Linked DNA regions of Zea mays: region 1 is linked to region 2. The links are chromatin contacts, called in public Hi-C maps. All regions are on one chromosome and are shown on one strand. Each heading gives the region's core, a stretch centred on a gene start, on an enhancer-like site or on the middle of the called end of the contact. The rest is flanking DNA. Distances are from core to core; before and after follow the strand shown. Region 1 holds the start of LOC100277911. Region 2 holds the start of LOC100193435.

The links. A called contact is a pair of places that touch in the nucleus more often than the background predicts.
Region 1: a contact with region 2 is called in a Hi-C map of leaf, with 2.6 times the contacts expected there. The contact joins the promoter of LOC100277911 here to the promoter of LOC100193435 in region 2. A contact is called at or near these places in 3 of 25 Hi-C or Micro-C datasets (bundle sheath, leaf and tassel) and 1 of 3 datasets of contacts at active chromatin or transcription factors (leaf).

Annotation. Positions count from the first base shown.
Region 1 is chr6:140,782,420-140,785,119 of Zm-B73-REFERENCE-NAM-5.0, forward strand. It overlaps LOC100277911, which reads right to left and starts at 1,334. Exons shown (of 1, transcript NM_001151355.2): 1 at 418-1,334. The coding sequence starts at 1,245. The coding sequence ends at 985.
Region 2 is chr6:140,531,652-140,534,351 of Zm-B73-REFERENCE-NAM-5.0, forward strand. LOC100193435 reads left to right here and starts at 1,331. Exons shown (of 5, transcript NM_001138555.1): 1 at 1,331-1,604; 2 at 1,699-2,008. The coding sequence starts at 1,384.

The DNA.
Region 1 (2,700 bases), core at 84-2,583, 250 kb after region 2:
ACATGATTATAACAACTCGCTGTATTGCGGATAGAGGCTGAATGAGGACAAATCAGCTTTAGATAGAGTTCAATTGAGATCCATCGCCCTTGTCAAAAAGAAAAAGAGACAGTGATGACGAATGGCTTTCTTACCCTAGTGGTGGACAACGATCGCGAGAGTGACTCTGCAACTGTGAATGACTAAATACAGAGAACGGCATGCTTTTACTCTACTGCTCAGAGTAATGGAGCGGCGAGAAAGTTTAAAGCAGAGTGCAGACTCCGTTCTGTCAGGATAATTCAGTATATGCATGGGTTGCTTGCTCCATGATCAATACTGCTGCAGCGAAATGTCTGCATACTTGGAACGAACGGACATGTAGGCATGGCATGTGTGACAACTGACAATAGAGTTGTCATCAAGAAAGAGACTGATGGGTAAGTTGCTGAGTCATCGTTATCGCCTGCAAAGATAAACTTTGCAATCTCTTGGAAACAAAGAAAAAACAAAAACATCGCAATCCTCCCTTTCTGTGTGCTTCAATTTTACGGATCTGCGAAGTACTACTAGTTTTGCTTCATAATTGCATCTCATCTGAAACTGGAGAGACGTTTGTCGTCGGTTTCACAGTCCAGAGCTGGGTCTGAAGCGAGTAAGAGCAGGGGTCGCAACTGGAGCATCGATTCCGGAAACTAATAGAAAATCAGTTCATCCAGGAACCCAGTTCAGGAGAGGCCCCCAACATGAGCAAAGTAGCAGTGGTGAACATATGAGATGGTATCTACAGGCCATGCACGGCCCGTCGATCGCCCAGTGGCTCTGTGCTGTGCTCTGTGCTAGCAGGAGCTACACTACATACTCGTGAGCACGACACCTAAACCCACATGATCATGATTATTCAACATGAGAATCGAACTGATACTGGAATTAAACAGACAGAAGGGCTTGTTGGTTCTTGCTGGCGATCGACGGGACCGGGCGGGCGAGCCGAGGCGGCGAGGCCTACTCGTCGTCGTCCTTCTTAGCGGCGGCGCCTCCCTGGACCTGGCTAGCGCGTCCGCTGTTGATGTTGCCTTTCTTGGAGATGAGGCCGAGGTCCTCGTCGGCGTAGCCGTAGCCGTAGTCGTCGGCGCCCTCCCAGGTGAACTTGCCGCCGCGGCCGCCCTTCTTGGGGTCGCCGCTCATCCCGGAGGCTGACTTGCGGTCGCTGCGGTAGTCCGCGGAGGCCTTGTGCGGGTTCCGGCTCTTCTTGCCGCCGTCCATCGCTGCTTGGATGGCTGCTGCTGCGACAACGGGATGAAGATGGGGTCGGATTGCAAATGGAAACTGCTGGCCTGGATGTAGCGCTCCTTGTTTGGGGGATCGGGTTGTGGGAGGGCTTTATTTATAGACGGAGAAAGCAGTAGTGAGGGAGGTGAACATGATTGATTGTATGGGGATTTAATTTTGTAAAAGTTAAATGACATGTATATAATTAATCCTATTTTATTTGGTCACCAAATCAAAGTACGTACTCCTAGAGAAAAAGAGATAGGAGCTCTAGGTGTATCACTATGCTTGGATTACCAAATGCTTGTTCTGGATTAGTTGTTTGACGTTGCTAGCCAAAGGCAGAAGAAGTACAAGCTCAACATGTGAAGAAAAAGGTTTATTACAGCAACCCATAGGTCTTAACGATATGGGTGTGGAGGCTTGCACCATGGCTCTGGAGCCTAGGACACGGTCTTAGGAACTAGGCCCTATCATTCCGTGATGGTGCATGAGAGCACATTAATGTCATGTTATGTCCGGTTGTAGGTTTCATGGAATTAGATCAAATGGCTTGAGAAGACCTAGAGTCAACTCAGACCATGAATATAAACTTGGCGACATATTTCCACCACTACTTTGTAAGTACCTCCTCGACATCAAGTGCCAAGGGAGTGAGGAGGACGACCTCTACAACATCAAGAGAAGCAATGAGTACTATAACCCCAAAGTTGAGTTGTTATTGTGCCTGTCATTGTGTCCAGTTCTTTGATAGACCACCAAGCTTTGAGGCATGTGCCAAAGGAAAGTGGTCTCTCAGTGCTCATGAATGTGTCTACCATGAGAATCCCTAGGTGTTATCCAGGTTAGTAGGATCAAAAATAGGAGAAGGCTAGTGGCAGTAATACCTTATGGCCCCACTAAGGGGTCACCGAACTAGACCGACTGAGGGGTTGTATGGGCAACACTATAAGAAGAGAGTCATCCTAATAATATGGCCTTACCTAAGGTAGCAGTGGGATAGACCAAGCAAGGTTGTTGCCCCACCTTGGACATAACGCATAGTCAGAATTGGTGAATCCGATGTCAAAGCCACCACTCCATCGACTTGATGTGTCGGTGAAGCCATGTCGATGCAGTAATACAAAGCGCACTAGACGCCTACCTCGTGTGCGCCAAATGTCACTATATAGAGAAAATCAATGAGAGAAGGGTGTAGGAATGGGATAGTTGGATCAGGATGTCGACATGCATTTAAGACACACAATATAGAGAGGTTTGGGCCGCCTGGGCATAATACCCTACATTTTTTGTAGGTTAATGTTTCAATGCAAGTGTGGGTATGGGTACAAATTAGATGCTCATATGATGTTTGATCTAGCTAGTGAAGAGAGCCCTAGCTGCCCCTTGTGATGTCTAGTCCTAAGCCAAGCGAGAGAGCTCAAACTCAAGCAAGAGCTTTTACTATGT
Region 2 (2,700 bases), core at 81-2,580:
AGTGTGCAAATATTTTAAGAGTGTGTTTAGTTTAGCTATGAGCTATGAAAAAGCTATTGTGAGCTATCTACTGTGAGAAAAAAGCTGAAAATCGTTTGGTTCCAACTGCTGAGTTGTCCAATCTAAACAAATTATATATTGTTTATATGTACTATGTTTACATATATCTCTTAATCAATATATTAATTAAAAAAGTGATTTCACATTTATGTTCCTAATATTTTTTACAAATAAATAATTTTATAATTCTATTTGTAATATTTTTATTAAAAATATTTTTATTTCATTTATTATAACACTTAATTATTTTAATGTAATTTTACTTTTAATTGATTGTGTCAGTTTATTAATATAACAAACTTTGATAAGCAGCAAAAGCAGGGTCTAAACTGCTTTCAAATTTGTATTATAGAAAAGTTGTTTTTTAAAGTAGCTGCGCAAAATCTGAACCGCTTTGATTTAGCTTCTACTTTTTCGAAGTGGAAACATGTTTTAAAAGCAGAACCAAATACATTCTAAATTATGTTTTGAAAATTTTCTATTCAAATTATATTGTAGGGTTTTAAAATTAAGTAATTTGTTTAATTTATCTTTGCATTTTTGGGTGCTGTTTTTAACAATTTATGTTATCACTTCATTGATTCTTCTCACCGTAATTTTGTTGGAGTACGTGCGCACGTATACACCCATCTCGATACGCGAGCGGCTTCTCTGCCGTAGCGTTGTGCGTGTCTATGGCTCCGACGGTTGCAACATCGCGTGGAGCCTTTACGTCTCGCTCCACTAAAACTCAAAAGGGCGGTGCGCAAGCAAGCCAGCTTTTTAGTCACACTCCGTACGTGCTCTCCACGGCCCACCCTCGTGCAAGCCGAGGAGTATCGGCGTATCGCCGAGTAAAACTGCCAATAAATGCAATTAAATATCATTATTTCTAAAATACATAATTTTGATTAGAAAGATAGGTTTTAGACTTTGGCTCTTCTTGTGCCATGTCAAAAGCGGTGGTTCTTGGATTTGGATAGCTTTGTCATCGTCACTTCGTCAGCTCCAGCCTCCAGGACTACACAACACGAGCCCCCCGCTGAGCACGAGCCATGCCCGGCCTTGTGCTTGTGCACCATCGACCTATCCAAAGTTAGCTGCCCGAAAGAAACCTCCTCGCGTCTCTCGTCGTCATCAACCGGCGGCAGCGCGCCGCATGCGCACGTCACCGGCCCGGCCGCATGCGATGCGCGGCCAACATGTCGTTGACGCCAGCCGTGGCGGCTTTAAATCCGCGGGACGCCTCCTCCTCTTGGCTCTTGTTCGCCAGCCGTACGTCGTCGTCAGTGTCGTGTACTCGTTTTCCCTTCCAAGGCACCCGTTGCGAGGGCGGAGGCGCCGATGGCCGGGGCGGGAGCGGGGGCGCTGGCCGGGCTCGCAGCGTGCGCGACGCTGGCGTGCAACGTCGCAGGCGCCGTGCTCTTCCTCCTCAGCCAAGACGACGAGCGGCTGCGGCGCGGGTGTGCGGCGAGGTTGGGCGCTGGCGGCGTCGCGTCGCAGCCGGTGGAGGAGTGCGGGGATGAAGAGGCGCTCGCGCCGGACGCCGTCCTCAACCTCGAGCTGTGCGTGTCCGCCCGTTCACGTCCCGCGTCGCGGGCGCAAGGTAACTGCATCTCGCACAGAGCTGAACTGAAGCTTGGCTTGCGCTGCATGCAGCGGCGACCCGACGATGTACCGGGCGTTCTGGCGGGAGGTTGGGGACTGCGGCGCCACCGTGATCCGCGGGTGCCAGGGGATGAGCTACTTCTCCGACGACGACGCCGTGCTCTGCTGGTTCCTCGAGCCGGAGCTGGAGCGCGAGGTGCGCCGACTCCACCGCATCGTTGGAAACGCCGTCGTCGACGGCTACCACCTCGTGGTCGGCACCGGCGCCACCCAGCTCTACCAGGCCGCCATGTACGCGCTCAGTTCGCCGGCGCGCCGGGACCAGCCCGTACCCGTCGTCTCGCCGGCGCCGTACTACTCTGTAAGATCACACAACACACGCCGAGTGCTAGTATTATTACTGTGCAATACTATGATATGATCTGGAATATATTACGCGCAACCATATATTTTGTGCAATTATAAACAATCTCCACTTTTCATTCTCCATCTTTAAACATTGTAGCTAGTTACACTTTTTATTCTCTATTTTAAAATATTGTCAATCTATGATTTACAACATATTGCTCGGTTGGCTCTCACGTGGTGTCGGTGTTTCGAATATCGTTCTGCTCCGATAATTAAATTTATTTCTGTGCTCCAGACGGTGTGTACGATAGACGTAGGATTTATACTGGTTCGAGCAAAACGTCTCTACATCTAGTCATGAGTGGCTTGTGCTACCGGTACCATTGATGATCAAAATTGGTAGTAGGGGTTACAAGCAAGGCAGGAAAGGAAGGAGAGTCTTCAAAGTCTCTTGTTCGTGGTGGAGGTAGTTACAAGGTGGAGTCCTAGTTAAGTTTTGGCTTGGCGATGGGGCTCCAACCTTCAGATCCTCCTCCTATTCGTGGGTCTTCTGGGCGTTGTCTCGTCTGGGTCGTCCTTGTGTCGTCCGTCCAAGAGAAGCAACCTCCATGTGCCCTCTCCAGACAGACGTCCTCCTGTGCGGTCGGGAGCCGACCCCCCTTATAGACTAAGGAGGTAGGGGTTAGCCCGCGGTGGCTTCTTTGG